Linked DNA regions of Mus musculus: all the other regions are linked to region 1. Evidence: chromatin contacts called from public Hi-C and HiChIP or PLAC-seq data. All regions are on one chromosome and are shown on one strand. Each heading gives the region's core, a stretch centred on a gene start, on an enhancer-like site or on the middle of the called end of the contact. The rest is flanking DNA. Distances are from core to core; before and after follow the strand shown. Region 1 holds the start of Xpa (xeroderma pigmentosum, complementation group A). Region 2 holds the start of Tomm5 (translocase of outer mitochondrial membrane 5). Region 3 holds the start of Fbxo10 (F-box protein 10).

The links. A called contact is a pair of places that touch in the nucleus more often than the background predicts. HiChIP or PLAC-seq counts read pairs in DNA pulled down with a chosen protein or histone mark.
Region 2: a contact with region 1 is called in an H3K27ac HiChIP or PLAC-seq map of embryonic stem cells, with 3 times the contacts expected there. The contact joins the promoter of Tomm5 here to the promoter of Xpa in region 1. A contact is called at or near these places in 3 of 39 promoter capture datasets (liver and pre-B cells), 2 of 115 datasets of contacts at active chromatin or transcription factors (embryonic stem cells and large pre-B cells) and 2 of 9 other capture datasets (adipose tissue and liver).
Region 3: a contact with region 1 is called in a Hi-C map of uterus. The contact joins the promoter of Fbxo10 here to the promoter of Xpa in region 1. A contact is called at or near these places in 3 of 39 promoter capture datasets (cranial neural crest, liver and stem cell-derived epiblast-like cells), 1 of 484 Hi-C or Micro-C datasets (uterus) and 1 of 115 datasets of contacts at active chromatin or transcription factors (embryonic stem cells).

Annotation. Positions count from the first base shown.
Region 1 is chr4:46,194,434-46,198,043 of GRCm38.p6, reverse strand. It overlaps Xpa (xeroderma pigmentosum, complementation group A), which reads left to right and starts at 1,733. Exons shown (of 6, transcript NM_011728.2): 1 at 1,733-1,995. The coding sequence starts at 1,824.
Region 2 is chr4:45,106,323-45,110,029 of GRCm38.p6, reverse strand. It overlaps Tomm5 (translocase of outer mitochondrial membrane 5), which reads left to right and starts at 1,917. Exons shown (of 2, transcript NM_001099675.1): 1 at 1,917-2,117. The coding sequence starts at 1,997.
Region 3 is chr4:45,083,276-45,086,778 of GRCm38.p6, reverse strand. Fbxo10 (F-box protein 10) reads left to right here and starts at 2,175. Exons shown (of 11, transcript NM_001024142.1): 1 at 2,175-2,289.

The sequences.
Region 1 (3,610 bases), core at 484-2,983:
GCACACAGAGAGACAGTCTGAGCACGGCCTCTGTCCGTGTCTTACCCCATCTTCCTGGATTCCCTTTTTCAGAGTCTACTTTCCTTCAGTTCCATTGGGGTTTCAATGCTCTCTGTCCTTTACGCAGCTTCCTTGTTTAGTCAGGATCTGTCAGTCTGGGAGGTGAAGGAGGTATAATGTGGGAAAGTGGATACAGTCATGGTTTCCTCGAGACAGGATGGGAAGAGGCAAGGACAGGGCCCCTGGTTTGCTGTCCCTGCCCTTTTTCCTTTTGTACCCCCACCAAGTGACTCATGTGTTTTGCTCTGAGCAAACCCGTAGCCTTTGTCACCCAGTGGAGTGTACAGATGAGGGCGAGCACTCTTCCTTTCTGAAGAGGGAGACTGCTTTGAGCTGAGGCGCCAGCTCACAGTTCAGACCTGGTTACCTGAAACTCTATCACAAAAAGTCCCTGAGCCAAAGGAGAGGGAGTTAACCTGGAAAGGAAGAACAAGTTGCCAAGAGTTTCAAAACACTGGGGCTCAGGACGCACCTGAGCCACACCCTGCAACCTGTCAGATTCGGTGCTTTGTGGGGGAGAGGATTCTGAGCACTGGCCACTCTCAGAGGTTATTTTGGGGGAGATCCTGTTACCTCATTCCCTCAGCCACCAAGCCAGAAATGTGCAGAGACTGTGGTGGTCATCACAGGTGCTGCCACTTAAGGTTTGGTGCTACCCAGGGGTGGGGTGGAGGTGGGGTTCTTTATAATTCTGGTGCTCAGATTCCCTGCTCTGGCCAGAAAATACATCCACAGAGTTGCACAATCATCAAGAGTGTCTAGTTCTAGAATTCTCATCACCTCAGGAGGCAGCCTCATACCTACAGAGGAGCATCTCCTCCTGGTTACTCCTTAGCTGCAAACTCTAGGAACCTCTGGACTGCTTTCTGTTATGGCGGGCTTGCTTATTCTGTGAGTTTCACATAAACATATGCATTTGTGAATGGCTTTTTCCTCTTAGAGTAACATTTTCAAAGTTCAGTCATGTCGTAGCATGGACCAGCGCTTCATTTTTCTCATGTTTGAAGAAAAATAGTTCATTGTATGGTAATACTATGCATTGTTTAGCCATTCAAAAGTTGATGGACATTTGGGTAGATTCCAGCTTTTGGTTTTCGGGAGCAGCTATGCTATGAACAAGCCCCCTGGCACATCGGTCCAAAACACGGGGAGTAACAATGTGCATTTCTTTTCCAAAGCCATCTTTGGAAAGATGGCTCACACAGGAGGAGTCACTGCCACATCACGTTTCCCCCACTGGATGAAAACAAGGGTTTCATTTGTGTATAGAATGGCCAGTCTGTTGTCATGGGGCTGTCTGGCTCTCCATGTGGCTATGGCTTTGGCTCTCTACCCATGGCCCGCAGCTGGGTTTGGAGCTCATACCACGTCCCACTTTTCTCTGTTGCCTTCCTGTTTTCTCATGCTTTTTAGCTGTCACACAGCCATTCTTTCCCAATGCTCTTTTCCATGTTCTCTTTACTTTTGGAGACAGGGTCTCATGTAGCTCAGGCTGGTCTGGAACACAGGGATGACTTTAAAGTCCTGATTCTCCCCCATCGCTTAGTCCGGATTGTTTGTCAACAAGTGCACTATCATCTCTTCCGCCACCACTCCTCGGCTGCGCAGGCGTACTGCCTCGCCCTTCATAGGCTTTTCCACCAGGACTCCTCGACTGCGCATGCGTAGCTCTTCTCCTTGCCTGGTGATGGAGTAGGGCCGGGTACTTGTGGCTCCGCTGTTCACCAACAATACGCGTTCCCTTCCTACGGAGTGTGTAGGCGATGGCGACGGCCGAGGAAAAGCAGACGTCACCTGAGCCCGTGGCCGCGGACGAGCCCGCGCAGCTGCCGGCCGCCGTACGCGCGAGCGTGGAGCGGAAGCGACAGCGGGCACTGATGCTGCGCCAGGCTCGGCTGGCTGCGCGGCCCTACCCCGCGGCGGCGGCCACCGGAGGTGGGGTCCCCTCCACGGGCGCGCGTAGGGCCTCCCTCCCGCGGGTTTGTGACCGCATCCCGGGCCTTCCCGCTGCGCCTTGGCCGCCCGCTCTGGCTCGGTGTGCGGGAACAGCCGAGCACGCCCGCGTCTCTGTGGTCCCTGGCCTTCCCTGTCGTGCCCTTTGCCCGGCACGTCTATGGTGCAGAGCTTTCAGCCTGCGCCGTCTCCCAGGCCAGCACCCAGCAGAACTGACCCTGACCCAGTCTTTTACATGGGCCGCGCCTTCCAGGGCTCAAAGTAGAATAACACTCGCAGAGCCTAGCACTTGGGAGTTACTCTATTGTATTCTTATGGACACCTTGGAAAATGGAAAGGGCAGGGCTTGGTAACCCTGTTTTACTGAGTGGCATGTTGCCCTGGGTTCATTTTGGCTATACTTGGCATTTTAGGGTAGCCCCTGTCTTGCTGTTTTCCGGTTTTAATGTCCGTTGTGCTTTAGGCTGCTGGTATTGCTCTTTGGAGTAATTCACCCGAGTTATTTCTACAAAAGTAATTTACTTCTTTTCAATCCCTCTTTCACAACTCCACTATATATATATATATGTGTGTGTGTGTGTGTGTGTGTGTGTGTGTGTGTGTATGTATATACATATATACATATACACACATATGTATGTATATATTTATATATATATACACACACATATGTGTGTGTGTGTTAAGTACTTGTTTTGGCAGCAGGTATAAATAATAATGCGTATATTTTATGGCTGTTTGTACCTTTAGACTTGCCATTGAATTTGATTTGTTGCTCTTGACCAGCAGAGCTGGCTTGTAACTAACTAGCTTAGATTTGAATCTTTCAAAATAAATCGAAAGCCCTTACTTACCATTTTGTAAAGTAAAAAGTACTTTTCATTATCTTTGTTGGTTATAGTGCAGATCTTGTAAGTCCGAAATTGCACCCTCAGTTTCTCATTATTTGTAGGCGGATGGACACTGTTGGATAAATGGCTTACCAATGTCCATCTACCTGCTGGCAACGTCTAGAGTCATGAGAGTTTCTACAACGTCAGACAGCCTGGCAAGTGCAGAGACAGTATAGTTCAGTTCCACACGAGAAGTCCAGAGCACTAGGAAAGCTAGAAGTAGCCGAAGTAGTAGCCTGATTGCTGGGCCTGTGACCAGAGCTGCTGGGGAGGCTGAGACAGGAGGATCTTGAGTTCAAGAACTGCCAGGGCTAGAGTTCCAGGTCGGCCTGAGCAAGTTAGGGAGGCCTGGACTCTGAAAACTAGGAGAGCCATGGATGTTTCTCAGTAGTCAAGTGCTTGCCTGGTGTGCTCAAGACCCTGGGTTGGAAAAAGAAAAATAGCCGAAGTTAGGCAGGGTCGGTCAGTCTACCTGGTAAGTGTTGTTGCCCTTGGAAGCAAGTGAGTTCCGTATCTCGTTTGAACGCCCTGCCCCTCATTTCACTCACCAGCCTGGGGAGAAAGGGCTTTCTCCTTCAGAGGTTTATACCCTGGTGTGAGTTTTAACCCTTGGGCTTTGGCAGTTTTCCCTTCCGTTTGCCGTTTTCTGTTTGTCACAGGGAATCACTTCTGCTCCTTGCTTCTGCGGCTAGGTCCTCAGGGCG
Region 2 (3,707 bases), core at 668-3,167, 1.1 Mb after region 1:
CAGGCTAGCCTCGAACTCAGAAATTCGCCTGCCTCTGCCTCCCAAGTGCTGGGATTAAAGGCATGCACCACCATGGCCGGCCTCAAGTATTATTCTTTTGTTTGTTTGTTTGTTTGTTTGTTTGTTTTTCGAGACAGGGTTTCTCTGTGTAGCCCTGGCTGTCCTGGCACTCAATTTGTAGACCAGGCTGGCCTCGAACTCAGAAATCTGCCTGCCTCTGCCTCCCGAGTGCTGGGATTAAAGGCGTGTGCCACCACGCCCGGCTTCAAGTATTATTCTTTTTTTTTTAAGATTTATTTATTTATTATATGTAAGTACATTGTAGCTGTCTTCAGACACTCCAGAAGAGGGAGTCAGATCTCCTTATGGATGGTTGTGAGCCACCATGTGGTTGCTGGGATTTGAACTCCCGATCTTCAGAAGAGCAGTCGGGTGCTCTTACCCACTGAGCCATCTCACCAGCCCTCAAGTATTATTCTTATTTAACCCCAAATTCATTGTTGTTATACAGTGTGCCTGCAAAAAGAGACGTTCTGATATTGGATTATGTGAAAAATTCAGTTGTCCCATTCATGTCTGAAAACTCTAACTTGATTTTCTCTCATCTGTCCAGTGTTGATCAGTTTTGATCTGGGCTCATACTTGCTGTAGTCCAAGATCTTCATTAGAATATTTAAAGATCAGTTACCTCCAAAAAATGAGTGTACAGAAAAAAAATGTGGGAAATGTTAGAATTTCAGTGTCTGGGACACTAGCAGTCTGAGCTCACTAGCTGAGGGTGATAACCTTGACCTCTGTTTTTTGTTTGTGTTTGTTTATCTTGGGATTGTTTGTTTGTTTCAGATTGTCCTTGTAATTACTTTGTAACCCAGGCTGCCCCTAACCTTGCAGTAATTCTTTTGCCTCTGTCTTCTGAGGGCTGAAATTACAGGTGTGAGACACTGTTTCCACCTTGACCTTGAACTCATTCGTTTGTTTGTCTGGAGACAGGATTTTTCTGTGTCACCCTGGCTGTCCTGGAACTCACTCTGTAGACCTGGCTGGCCTTGAACTCAAAGATCTGCCTGCCTGTGTCTCCCAAGTGCTTGAGCCAGCACTGCCCTGACCTTCAACTCTTGACCCCTTTTTTCCAGCAGCCCAGTGCTGGGAACACAGGTGTGTGCAGCACTGTGCTGGCTAGTTTTTGTCAACTTGACACCTAGGAAGCGAAAACCTCAATTGAGGAATTGCCTCCACCAGATTGTCCTATTGGTGAATTTGAGGGTCATTGTGTGACTACTAGTTGATGGAGGAAGGCTTAGCCCACTGTGGGCAATGCCACCCGGCAGGTGGTCCTAACCAATAAAAGTAAGTTAGCTGGTTGAGGCCAGCTAGCCAGTAAAGACAACGTCTCCGCTTGGTTTCAGTTCCCTCCTCTAGGTTCCAGCTTGAACTCCAGTGCTGGCCTCCCTGGATAACGTTAACAGGTTAGGTGAAACACTTTCCTTCCTAAGTTATTTTGGTGGTGTTTATCACAACAGCAACACTATCCAGGGCTTCATGCATCCTAAGAAAACGATTTGGCAAACGAACTTCATTCCCAACTAAGTTGTTTTAAATTTCAAACCTAGGAAGGACAGACTAAAATGTGCATTTCACGAAGTACTGTCTTAGATTCTTCATAAATGTTATTATTATTTATAATGATATTTTTGCACACACCTCCCTACTTTACAGCATAAAACAACTTTACAGGTGGCACTCTCCCGGCTAGGGACCAAAACACAGTCCAGATCCACCCAAGGCTCAGAGACTTAAGGCGGCGGCCGCCCCCTTCAGGTCTCTTTGCTTCAGACACAAGAAGACAGGATGAAATTTTCCCCTCACAGGTTCCCGTCACAGGACAGAAACAAGGGGTGGGACAGGAAGTGGAGCCTGGCTAAGTTCCGGGTGCAGGGCGGCCACTGGAGGAGAGCAAGCTGCTGCTCTCGCAAGCTTTGGAGGCAGAGCCGCCGCAATGTTCCGGATCGAGGGTCTCGCGCCCAAGTTGGACCCGGAGGAGATGAAGCGGAAGATGCGTGAGGATGTGGTCTCCTCCATTCGGAACTTCCTCATCTACGTGGCCCTGCTGCGAGTCAGTGAGTGTCCTTCTGGGCTGTGACCGTGAGGCCACGCGTCCACACCCAACCCTGCACGCGGTCGTGGGGCCTTGAGCTGAGCATCCTGGGGAGAGTGGGGTGCTTGCACGTCCAGGACTGCCCAACTGCGCACACTCTGGGGGTCTGCGGGTCCTGGGGATGTGCCCAGTGCACGTGGTGGCGGAGGACGCGTGGTTAAGTCACCTTTGCTCGCCCAACGTTTGTGCTTAAGAAGCTCCCACGTGTTATCCTCGGAGCAATACCCTCGTTTTGCAAACCTAGAAACGGTCCCCGGAAGGTGGCTGACCCAAGGTCATTTGGCCGTTCAGAGAACGAATACAATTCCGGCTGAGCTCTTAATAAGGTAGCAGGCGCTTTCTCTCTCTGCTTGCCTTTGAAGTACAAGAGATTAGCTTTCTTTATGTTTGTTTGTACAGAGGGTGAAGTAAATAATTGGTTTTTCTTGGAGAATCTCTGAAGCGTTTGATCTCAACATTAACAAAAGTTGCTTGATCTGTGCCACCTCACCCCAAGTGAGAGCTTGAGTTCATAGGACACATACTCAAGGTTAAAGCCATACTGTCAATTTAAAAGTCAGGGGCTGGCTAGGTGGCTCACTGAGTTGCCTGAGCCGGATCCACACGTGGTGGCAGGAGAGAACCAGTTTCCAGAAGTTGTACTCTGACCTCCACACCTGTACCACTTCTTCCTATTGTCCAGTGCTTGCTTGCCTGTGGGAGTCTTCTGGGCAGGGAGAGGCAGGAGCGATTCAAATAATTGAAGAACATACCAACATTTTTAGAAGACTGGAGTTAAGGCCTCCCTCATTTGGGTGCCTCTTTTGCTGTACTCTCTGTATTGCTGGCTCCTCCAGGACAGGACATCTTGGGGGAAATGGAAGCACCCAAAACATCCTGCTTACCCTTTAAACTTTAGCTTTCCCATCCTTCTCTTATAGGCAAGAGCTCTCAAGGAAATGTTAGCTTAGTGCACTGATTTATTCTATTTAATGATTTTTATTTAGAACCGGGCATGGTAGCACACACTTTTAATCCCAGCACTCAGAAGGCAGAGGTAGGTGGATCTCAATGATTTTTTTTTTTTTTTTTTTTTTTAAAGACCAGCCTGGTCTGCAAATGGAGTTCCAGGACAGACAGGGCGGTTACACAGAGAAATCTGTCTTGAAACAAGAGACTTTTGTTATGTGTTTTTCTGCTTGTCTATATGTGAACCACGTGCCTGCAGTCCAGAAGGGGGCGTTGGAATCCCTGGAACTGGAGTCAAGCTGGCCATTAATTGTAAGCTGCCAGGGATGGCTGGATGGCTGGGCTGCTGGGATCTGAACTCAGGTCCTCCTGATTGACCGCAGACACTCTGAACTGCTGAGTCATCTCTATCTCAGCAACGCCACTTGGGTATTCCAGACAGCTCTGTGCACATCATTTATCACATCAGCACAGTAACTGGTGTGATCTGAAGGGCATAGGTGACAGAGTCATAGAGAAACCAGAGTAGGTGTCTGTTCCTCTGCTTGCCTTACACACACACACACACACACACACACACACACACACACACCTCCTAGCCCCT
Region 3 (3,503 bases), core at 926-3,425, 1.1 Mb after region 1:
GCTGACCATTGGATCCCACTGGAGGGATGCAAGCTCACAGCTTTCAGGGTACCCAATGATGCTCTAGTCAAGCTGCTGGTGTTGCTTTGGAGCTGTTACATAACATGTAGGCCTCAGTTCTGCACAGGGAATGTTTATTTGTACAATTAGAGTTAAGTGGGAAGACAGAACCGATCTAGAGTTTCAACTTCCATAACAAAATACCTGGTTTGGTTCTCAACAAGCTCATCATTGAAGACCCCCCGTAAGGTAGGAAGAGAGCTGAGACCCGCAGGCAGCCGAAAAGGATGATAGCTGTTGGGTTACCTGTGGCCAAATGACTCTGCCTGAGTCTAATCTCTCTATAAAGCAAAAGTCTACATGGCCGTGGAGACTGTATGTGCCCTCGTTCATTTGCTATAAATACGAATGACATGCCAGGCTGCTAAGGTGAGCAAGCCCACTCCAGTCAAATGAAGTAGAGAAGTCAAGAGACAAGAGCATTACACACATGGTGGGATGGAGGCCTGCGCCAGACAGATGAGGGTAAGAAGAGAGGAGCAACCAGTCGCTTACAAATACTGTTCTTGTGCACAGACATGCATGTAGCCAAAGCACACTTACGCATAAAATAAAAATAAGTAAATCTTAAATAAAACGCCACTGTCTTGACGTTTAAATGTTTATACAAGAAATAAAATCCCCCCGCCCCCGTGGCACCTTTGGACAGATGAAGAAGACAGACAGCATGCTGTGTTAGACGGGCCCCATTGTTGTCCTTTGAATGTCCTAACCTTTTTAGAGAAATGCCAACACAAACAATAATGTTTGATAGCACAAATCCAGGAACTCAGGCTTTTAATTGGGTATTGAAATTCATATTCAGCCTGCTGGTTTCATACAATGGGCCACTTTTCAAAGGATTAGACGTGCGATCGGTTTGCCAAACGTAAGCGACGTCTAAGCATGGCCTTTCCACTACATCTGTGTGCTTGCTGAACAGCTCTCGGTCAGCATTCAATTGTTGGGTTTGGGTCTAGGTGTTTTGTTTGGGGTTTAAACAAATGAATCGTTGAAGGCTGGGATGTAGGGGGGTACAGGGGGTACAGGGGGGTAGCACTTGCTCAGCATGTGCAAGACCCTGAATTTGCCTTAACCACTGCATAAAACAACACCCCCCCCAAATTTGACTTTACTGCAAAACTGTCTCAGATCCGTGTGTGTGCCCCCATATCCACTTCCAGTACTTCAGGCCAGTCTCTACTTCTCTTGTCTTCTCAGCACAGAGTATCGAACACCTGCATTCTCCCCCTTCAATGGCTTCCTTTATCATGGCTTATGAAATACTGATGACCTCTAATACCCTTTTATCTAAGACCTCGGGATGGTGGGATACAGGGTTGGAGAGACAGCTTACTAGTCAGGAGGTTTATTGCTCTTGCAAAGGATCCACTTGGTGGCTCACAACTGTCTATATTCAAGTTCCAAGGGCTCCGGCTCCCTCTTCTGGCTTCCAGGGCCCCCTGTGTGCACATAAATCAGGTGCATAAAATACGCATAAAAGTAAAAAAAATCTACAAAAAAAATATTTTTTCTTAGGAGTCGTCTTGTCTCCCTCAGCGCAGGAGCTTTCTCTGGCCTCTTTCACATAGCTACTCTCATGAGGTCATCACATTCCTCAAACCCTAGTTTTCAACCAAAGAGCTCTTTTCATGTACTTCATATAATTTTAAATACATATGGACTTAAACAGCTTTTCCGGTTTATCCTCTCCGCCACAGAGTGGATTTCAGAACAGGAGCCACCACCGCTTTGTTCTCTTGGGCCCATAACTAGTAGTTGGTGCAACAGGTACTACACACATCATTTGCGTTGTGCCAAACGTTTTCCACACAACCCACCCATGGCCCCAAGTCCTTCCTGACTTCTAGCTGGGCTCAGGGTGACTCCAGCTCCTATGTGCTCATATGCACGGAGCCCAGGGTGCTGTTAGGCTATAGTGGTGATGGGAAGGATCCGCCCGCTTCCAGGCCCCTAGGAGCCTCCGGCAGTTCCCGCCCACGATGCTGTTCCCACCCCTTCGGAGGCCACGCTCGCCCTCCATCGCCGAGCCCCGCTCGCCCCGCCCTCCTTCCAGTCTCACGGCCGCGCGCGCTCGCAGGCCAGCCCTACACCCGCGTCACGTGACAGCCACCGGGGGCGGGGCTCGCGGCGAAGTCGGACCCCGCTGTGGCCGAGCGCCGCAGTCCTCCGGCAGCCCTGCGGCTTCCAGGGCGTCGCGGCCGCGGCCGGGCAGCGCCGCTCCCTGAGGTAAGAGGCGCAGGAAGGAGGCTTCTCGGGAGCCCGCGGATGCTCCAGGCTCACCGGCCGCTCGGTCCCTCCGTGGGCCCAGCGTTTGGCTGGGGTGCGGGGACCGGGCCTGGGGGCACTGCGGGAGGTGGGGGGCCTCGGCTGCCGGAGCTCCGGGAGAGCTGTGCCCCCGTCCGCCCCCACCCCGGACCCACCCGCGGTCGCCTCCAGCCCCAGGGCTTTGCAAGTGTCTGAGAGAATGAATGCGATTTTGCGGTTTGCTAGCCTTCACCTGGGATGCAGGAGAGAGCGTGCAGTCGCGCACCCAGTGGGTCTGGTTTTAACAAGTCGCGGAGACTCGGTTTCCGCAAATCTTTGAAGGAAGAGGGGACGACCCCCTGCCCGGCCTCCCTCCTGCACTGATGGCAGAGCCGTTTGGAGAGCCAGAACTCCGGAGTTGGTGTTAGTTCCATCCACCACCCACTAGCCAGGCAACCTTGAGCCACGTCGGTGGTGCTTCTGTTAAAAGTAGAGATGATGTAAATGAGCTAAATACCTAATAAAAAATGGAAAAAAAAAATAAATAAATAAAAGTAGAGATGAATTCTTCGGCCCGAGGTTGCTGTGAGGATTAAGCAGGAAACGTTGAGGACTCCTTAGAGAGCACTCTCCGTGTGAGCATTGTTAAAATAGCAATCTAGGAGTCCATGATAGACGTCTTTCTCGCAGTAAGCACACCGTCCTCTGTGAATGTGATTCTGAAAAATGTGTCGTTTTGGCTGAGGAGCCCTCTCCCCTTTCCCAGGCCCCCTTTGCCTTCTGTTTCATATTGGCATGTGAACCTGTTGTTCCTACCGAATGAGTCAGGCAGGATGGGAACGCTAATTTACTTGAGCAGATGGGTATCAGATTCCCTCTGAGGGGAAAGAAAACTGTCAGGCATGTGCTATCACAAAAAAAAAAAAAAAAAAAAAAAAAATACAGTAGGGTGATTGACTGTCTACTGGAAGATGCCTAGGAGCCCATGGAATCCAGCCGTCTCCTGCACACAGAGAAGCTAGACCAAGAACGAGGCCAGGACTTTGATTTTGCTCAGCCATCAACACTGTTGGCCTTGGGTAGTAGAAAGAATGCTTGAGCTTGCCTATGTTCTAACTCAACTGTTCGTTTATTCTGGCAACAAGATCCAGACAATGGTGTCTGCCCCCATGGAGCTGTTTGCATAGCTAGCTATG